Regions from separate parts of the Sus scrofa genome. Here region 1 is linked to region 2. A link is a contact called in public HiChIP or PLAC-seq data. All regions are on one chromosome and are shown on one strand. The core of a region is the stretch at or near the end of the contact, and the rest is flanking DNA. Distances in the headings are between cores, read along the strand shown. Region 1 holds the start of TRAPPC3 (trafficking protein particle complex subunit 3). Region 2 holds the start of ZMYM6 (zinc finger MYM-type protein 6).

Region 1 (3,328 bases), core at 60-2,559, 1.0 Mb before region 2:
CTTCTCTAGTTTTGCTGGCCTCCAGGGGCTAGCCCACCCCAGCGTCCCCACCCCCACCTCCAGCTGACCATCGTGTTCCTTCCTAGAACCCTTGGCCAAGGCACTGACACAGGAAGGAGAGTCACAGGTCACTACCTCTAGGGAGGCCCCAGAATGTCTGTGCCACGGGGAGAAGAGTGTAATAATGGTTAGTCCTGCACCCTGGGGGAGAGACTGAGGGAATCCTGGGTACTGTCTTTCAGGCTGAGCAGCCGGGCCCCCCAGCCTTCCCCAGCCAGGCTGGCCATGCCTGGGCAGGCTGGTTATCATGGTGAAGGCTAGCAGCAAAATGCAGCTGCCTCAGAGCCAGACCACCAGGCCTAAGTGAGGAGAGGGTGCTCCTTGGACTCCCAGCCCAGTTCTGTCAGAATTGACCAGTCAGGGAGGGATGGCTGGAGGTGAAACCAAAGGGCTATATGGTCTGGGACTGCAGGACTTGCCTTGGTGATGGGTGAGGGTGTGGCCAGCACATTCCCTTGGTATTTCTGGGGCCTGTTTGCTGGGCTGTGTTTTTAGAGAGTGGCTGGAAGAAAGGGAATGCACAGTTACTTTGTGCCAAGTGCTCTGCATACATGTCTCACCAATCTTCACAACAACTGAGAGAGATCCAGCAACTTGCCTAAAATGGCAAAGCTGGGATTAAAATCCAGGACTGGCTGCTACCAACGCTGGTGATCTTTTTTTTTTTTTCCTGGAACCAGACTGTAGTTGTTACAGGGGAGGGAGGGGGAGAAAATGACCTGAACTTTATCAGACTGGATGTTTCATCAGGAGGCCACAGTGGTTAAGATGCAGATGCTTAGCTGCGTTTGGGGTCTGGGGACAGATGGCAATTTGAAGAGAAAGCCGTTGGCACGTAGTAGGTGGTCATTAAATATTGTTGTGAAGAAGCCAGATTTGTGTATGAGCCATAGCCAGTCTTCTGGGACATCCTGGGAGCTTCTAGCTCTGAATTGCAGCAACAGCGGAAGAAGCTAGTTTGAAAGAGGGACTTTCCAAGACCAACCCCAGCGAGAGAGGAATTTGCGGAGCATCTCTGAGTGGGGGTTGGGGGGGCAGGAAGGGGAAGTGTGGACGATACAAGATTACCGCAAACTGCTAACGCCACCTAGTGGCCATACTGCAGCCCATGGGGAGCCAGGCTCCAGGAGTCCGCTGAGCACGGGGCACTCTGGGAGTTATAGTCCAGCTACGCGGTGGCGCCAATGAGGCTGTTGGGTGTTGTAGTCCGACGTTTATTGGGCGGGAATTACCCTCGTCGGCCAGACCACGACTCCCGTGGTGCCCCGCGGCAGGCGCGCAGGCGCGGTGAGGCGGCACCCGTCAATCCCCGACGCTGTGGGGTCGCTAACTGGGTCCAGAGGTTTTAGGAGGGGTCGCCGGGTGGGTCTGTGGCGAGGCGGGGTAGGCGGCCGGCACCATGTCGAGGCAGGCGAATCGTGGCACCGAGAGCAAGAAAATGGTAACCGGAGCGTGTGATCTCGGCGGGCGGGGCGGAATGGGGGCGTTCTGGGGAAGGGGCCCGGCGCAGGGCGCAGGGCCCAACTGGTAAAGCGCCTTCTCCGAGCGCTGGGAGGGAGTGATTCCGGTGGAACGAAGGAGGAGGAGGCTGCTAGATGGGTCGAGAGTGGAGAATCGCTCGGGGCGCGTCGTGGGCCTGAGGCGGGTTGGAGGGCCTCTGGAGTAGCTCAGAGACCCCTCCCCCGAGGCCTGAGTACGGGATCAACAGCGACGACGGTAATAGCAGTAATTCCCACTGTTGCGCTCTTCTGTTAATTAGGCACTGGGCCAAGCACTTTATATCCATTATCTCATTTAATCCGCAAAGTAATTCTCACCGTTTTGGGGCTCAGAGAGGTTACATAACTTGCCCAAATTTACCGCTAGGAAGAGTTGGAATTTGAACCCATGTCTCTCTGACCCCAAAGCTCATGCTTCAGACCATAATATCTCTCACACTATGCCGTGGGCATTGCAAGAGATGCTCACATTCTGGTTTTGCCAGAAAGGAAGAGTAAGGGGTGGGTCAAAGTAGGCAGTCAGTGGTACTCTTCTCTGGCTTCTTTCTTGTCCTGGGAATATAGTTCCATAAAGTTTGGCTGCAGATGGGGGCTGGGCCTGGGAAGTAAGGTAGATGACTTTTTTCTTCAAACTAAGGGGACTTTTTGATGCGTGTTCCTTTTCTTTGGCATTTTCTTAGTTCATCCAGAATTGCCCAGTTCTCTTTGCTTTCCGATTTAACTGAGTTACTGAAGGTTGCATACAGGGCAGATCAGGGGCCCTTTGTTGACACATGTCTAAACTTCCCTCACACCTTTGCATCATATATCAGGAACAGCCACGAAAAATGGGCAGCAGGCAGCCTTGTTACTCTGGTGTAGTACTGTACTTAACTTTTTCTCTCTCAGACCCCTTTTGAGAAGTTGGTGATAGTTATGGACCTTCTCCCCAGAAATAGTAAGTAGACACACATACACATAGACATTTACTTACATTTTGGGAGGCATCTGTGGGCCCCCTGAAGATACTCTATGGACACAGGTTAAGAATTACTGTTTTGGGGAGTTCCCTGGTGGCTCAGTGAGTTAAGAACCCAATATTGTCGCTACTGTGGCTGGCATTTAGTCCCTGGCACAGGAACTTTTGCATGCTGCAGACATGACCAAAAAATAAAAATTTAATATTTAAAACATTTTTAAAAAATAAAAAGGTAATAATAGTATCTTTATAATAAGGTTTGTTTTGAGGGTTAATTGAAGTATCGTGTGTAAAGCTAGCAGTGTGATAGTGCACCTAAGAACACAACCGACAGTAAATATCAGCTAGCAAATATCCTTTTTTTAAAAAAATTTTATTTATTTTTCTTTTTAGGGCCATACCCACGACATGTGGAAGTTGCCAGGCTAGGGGTCCAATTGGAGCTACAGCTGCCAGCCTACACCACAGCCACAGCTACGCCAGATCCAAGCCACCTCTGTGACCTGCGCCACAGATCACGGCAATGCCAGATCCTTAACCTACTGAGCGAGGCCAGGGATCGAACCTGCATCCTCATGGATACTGGTCAGATTCATATCCGCTGAGCCACGATGGGAACTCCAGTATATTTTTTTTTAAAAATTGAAGTATAGTTTATCTACAACACTGTGTTAGTTCCATGTGCACAACACAGTGATTGGATATTACTGTACACCTCAAAATGATCACCACACAAGCACCCTTATTAGTAAAGATATTAACATTTGTGTGTCTGTATGGTGTTCAGTTCTTGAATCCCACAGACACTCTG
Region 2 (3,791 bases), core at 555-3,054:
AATCGGAGCTGTAGCCACCGGCCTTCGCCAGAGCCATAGCAACGCGGGATCCGAGCCGCGTCTGCGACCTACACCACAGCTCACGGCAATGCTGGATCATTAACCCACTGAGCAAGGGCAGGGACCAAACCCGCAACCTCATGGTTCCTAGTCGGATTCGTTAACCACTGCGCCACGACGGGAACTCCTATAGACAATTTATAATTGCAAAGTTGACAATAAAGAACAGTGGATGAAAGACAGACTTTTTAAAAAAATGGCGCTTAATTAATTTATCATTCACATGGAAGAAATGAAACCTGAGTTACCTCATACCATCCACAAAACCCAACTTCAGATAGATTGTAGATTTAAATGAAAAAGACAAAGTAATAACATTTCCATAAATTAATCAGGACCTTTGGTAGGAGTATTTTTTCTTGACAGGCACAAGAAACACTAAGCATAAAGATCTTTTATATTCATCAGAAGACACCAATAATAAAGTGAAAAGGCTGACCACTGAGTGGGAGGAGATATATGAAATGCACATATTCACAAAGAACTCATATCCAGAATATATATCCATAAGGAAATGGCAGACAATCCAATACAAAAATGGGTAAGAGTCTTGAACAGGCACTTCATAAAAGAGGCCATCCAAATATCAAAAAACATGAAAATGGGTTCTCATTAGAAATCTGGGACCTCCAAATTAAAATCACAATATGATACCAATAAGCCCCCGCCAGAATGGTTAAAATCAGAAAGATGTACAGTAGTAATTATTGGCAAAGATGTGTGGCAACGGGAAATCTTATAAATGGCTAGTGGCAGTACAAACTGAAGCAACCACCTTCTAAAATTGTTTGAAACTATTCTCTTAAGTTTCACATATACACAACAAACAATTTCATTGCTAGGGATAAACTTAGCATATGTGTCACAAAAGGCAGGAATGTTTACAGCAGACTATAACTAGTAGCCCCAAACTGGAAACAATTAAAATGTCCATCAGTAGTAGACAGTTACTTTGCAGCACTGCCATTAAAATGTAATACTATACAGCAGTCAAAATGAATGACAGTCTAATCTATCATAGCTGTATCTCCAAAACAATGTTGAATGAAAAAACAGTAAATTTTGACTTTGAACAAGTTAATTAATCTCCTGGATAAAATTTGTGCATCTGAGGATTGTGGTGAGGATTAAATGGAAGATTCAGTCAGATTTGTTTTTTTTTTTCTTTTTTCTTTTTAGTAGCAGTCATGGCATGAGAAGTTCCCAGGCCAGGGATCAAACCCATGCCACAGCAGTGACCAGAGCCACAGCAGTGACCAGAGCCACAGCAGTGACCATGCTGGATCCTTAACCTACTGAATCACCAGGGAACTCCTCATGTCAAGTGTTTGGCTTAATAAATATCAGCTATTATTTATTCATAGCAGGCCACATCCTTGGAAATGATCATTAAAGTATGGTGCAAGAATTCCCTTGTGGCTCAGCTGGTTAAGGATCTGGCATTGTCACTGCTATGGCTCAGGTTACTACTGTGGCACAGGTTCAGTCCCTGGTGAGGGAACTTCCGCATGCTGCCCCACCCCAATGTGGTGCAGCGAACTTACAGCATCAACTATATACACCCCTAAGAGTCTCCCCTCAACCACTTTCTCTACCTTTTCCTCATTGGGTCTCGGTCTCTTTAAGAAGTCAACCATAGCTGAAGAAAGGGGAATGCTGGGAAGGTCCACTCAGCTCAGGTTTGGAGCACTATGGGAAAAGGGGCGGAGACTATGGCTGCGCACGCTCAGTTGTCCGGGTGTTGCGTTGGGATGGATCAGGCGGAGGAATTCCAGTAAAAGAAAATAATCTTCATCCCCGAGCAGGGCCCTTCGGTTTTATTCCTCTTTTCTTCGTCGGTGTTCCCCGGGAACAGGAAGGCCACTAGAAGGTGAGCGCGGCAGGTGGCAGCGGGAGGGGCCGCACGGGGCGGGGCAGCGGCTGCGCCACGTGACGAGGCGGGCGCCGGGCGGAAGCGGAGCAGTCGGACTGGGCAGCTGACGCGTTGCGGTTTTGCTGCTGGGACGCGCTGACAAGCATATGCGGGTTGTGTTCTCACCATTCGATACAACGTTGCCGCGTTTGTACTCGGTGACCGGCGTGGGAATTACTGGTGGGGACGAGATTTTCGGAGCGAATATGACACGAGCGTCCATAGATTATTTTAACTGTGGCAAGTGGTTAGAAGTTCTCATCTGTAGTACAGGCTATTAAGCCAGCTGCCCATTTCCATGTCTGGCTTGACTGTTTGGATTAAAAACAACTTTGAAGAGCCTCTTTTTTGCTTCAGGTTTACTGCGTCCTATTTAGTACGTTTATTTTTAGGGGATGGGAAGTCTGCTCGATGACTAATAAGAGTATCTTGTTTACAAGAAGGCGATTGGAAAGTGGAGCTATGAGGGGCTCATACCAGGGCACGGCCCCCTTGGAGACCCTGAAATGTGCAGGTGGTCAACTTTACCTGTGGTGGCATCTTGCGCTCTGATGTATCATTAGGCCTTGTGCTCTGATCTAGCGTTAGGCCAAAGAGGTTGGGTGCTTAGGGAGGCTTCCAGTAAAGACTGAGTTCGAGGTAGAGGTGGGGAACTTCATGTGCCTCACTTTTAAAGGTAAAAGCTGCTGTGGGCCTCCAAATACTAATTCTCATGGAGTCAGAAACTGTATTTCTGAGTCCTTTCTTCTAAGAGCTTGGTAACTTCCTCCCACGTCTTGCTTTGCTAGTCTAATTTTCTCAGTAACTTTCAACATATAAAAGACCAATGTTTGTCTTTAAAGATATTAGGGAAGTGGGAGTTACTGCTGTAAGACTGTTTTCTTATGTGAAGGTAGCTACTAAAAGAGCAGAAGGCAGGAAGAAGAGAGAATAGTCGTGGCCCCAGAAGGGTTGTTTTTTCAAATGCCTGCTCCTGAAACCTTGTGCTCAACATAAAGCTTTTGATGTAAATAAACATGGGAAAAAAAAGAAAGAATAAACCCGAATACCAACCCTTTATGTTGTGTTTTAGGAATCCAGCTATCCATCACCAAGAAGAAATCTATTAGTTTTAGACTGGGGAATTCCTTTCCATAAAAACTTAGAATGAAAGAACCTTTGGATGGTGACTGTGGCAAAGCAATGGCACCACAGCAGGGACTTCTGGACAAAATTAAAGAAGAACCTGACAATGCTCAAGTAAGCATTTCATCTTTATTTTTAAAAACTTTTTTTTTTTTTAAATTTCTTCTTTTCTAGCTGGTGAATTCAAATTTTTAGGTAGTTTCTGACTTACAAGGTAACCCAAGTTGATTTTTTTCCCTACTTTAGATGAGTATATCACCTTTTCTGCTCTTTGAATGAAAAAAGATCTTGGTAACTCTATGATATTTCTTTTTGTGAGAAGAAAGTAATCTTTGAATGAAAAAAGATCTTGGTAACTCTATGATATTTCTTTTTGTGAGAAGAAAGTAATGTGTATTACCGTTTTTCCGTTACTTCTTAACTTAAAAAAAAATTCTCTTGTATCTGATAGTGGTTGCTTTTTATTCTATACGTGTTTGTGGCCTACTCTAGCCAGGCTTGGGGGATCCAGGTGTGAGCACAGTCAGTTTTAGTCCCTTTCCTTACAGAGCTTGCAGGTTGGTAGAAGAGATAGACATTACATAAGTAATTGTTCAAATAATATATATAATTACAAACTATGATGAGTACTGTGGAAGAGAAGTCTAAAATGGGGAATCTGACCTAGTTTTGATTGGGGACAGGGGGCTAGAGA

What was found. HiChIP or PLAC-seq counts read pairs in DNA pulled down with a chosen protein or histone mark.
Region 1: an H3K27ac HiChIP or PLAC-seq map of alveolar macrophages shows a contact between it and region 2. The contact joins the promoter of TRAPPC3 here to the promoter of ZMYM6 in region 2. A contact is called at or near these places in 1 of 5 promoter capture datasets (liver) and 1 of 2 datasets of contacts at active chromatin or transcription factors (alveolar macrophages).

The regions. Positions count from the first base shown.
Region 1 is chr6:92,291,693-92,295,020 of Sscrofa11.1, reverse strand. It overlaps TRAPPC3 (trafficking protein particle complex subunit 3), which reads left to right and starts at 1,309. Exons shown (of 5, transcript XM_005665219.3): 1 at 1,309-1,501. The coding sequence starts at 1,460.
Region 2 is chr6:91,291,508-91,295,298 of Sscrofa11.1, reverse strand. ZMYM6 (zinc finger MYM-type protein 6) reads left to right here and starts at 1,804. Exons shown (of 15, transcript XM_021095881.1): 1 at 1,804-1,930; 2 at 3,045-3,211.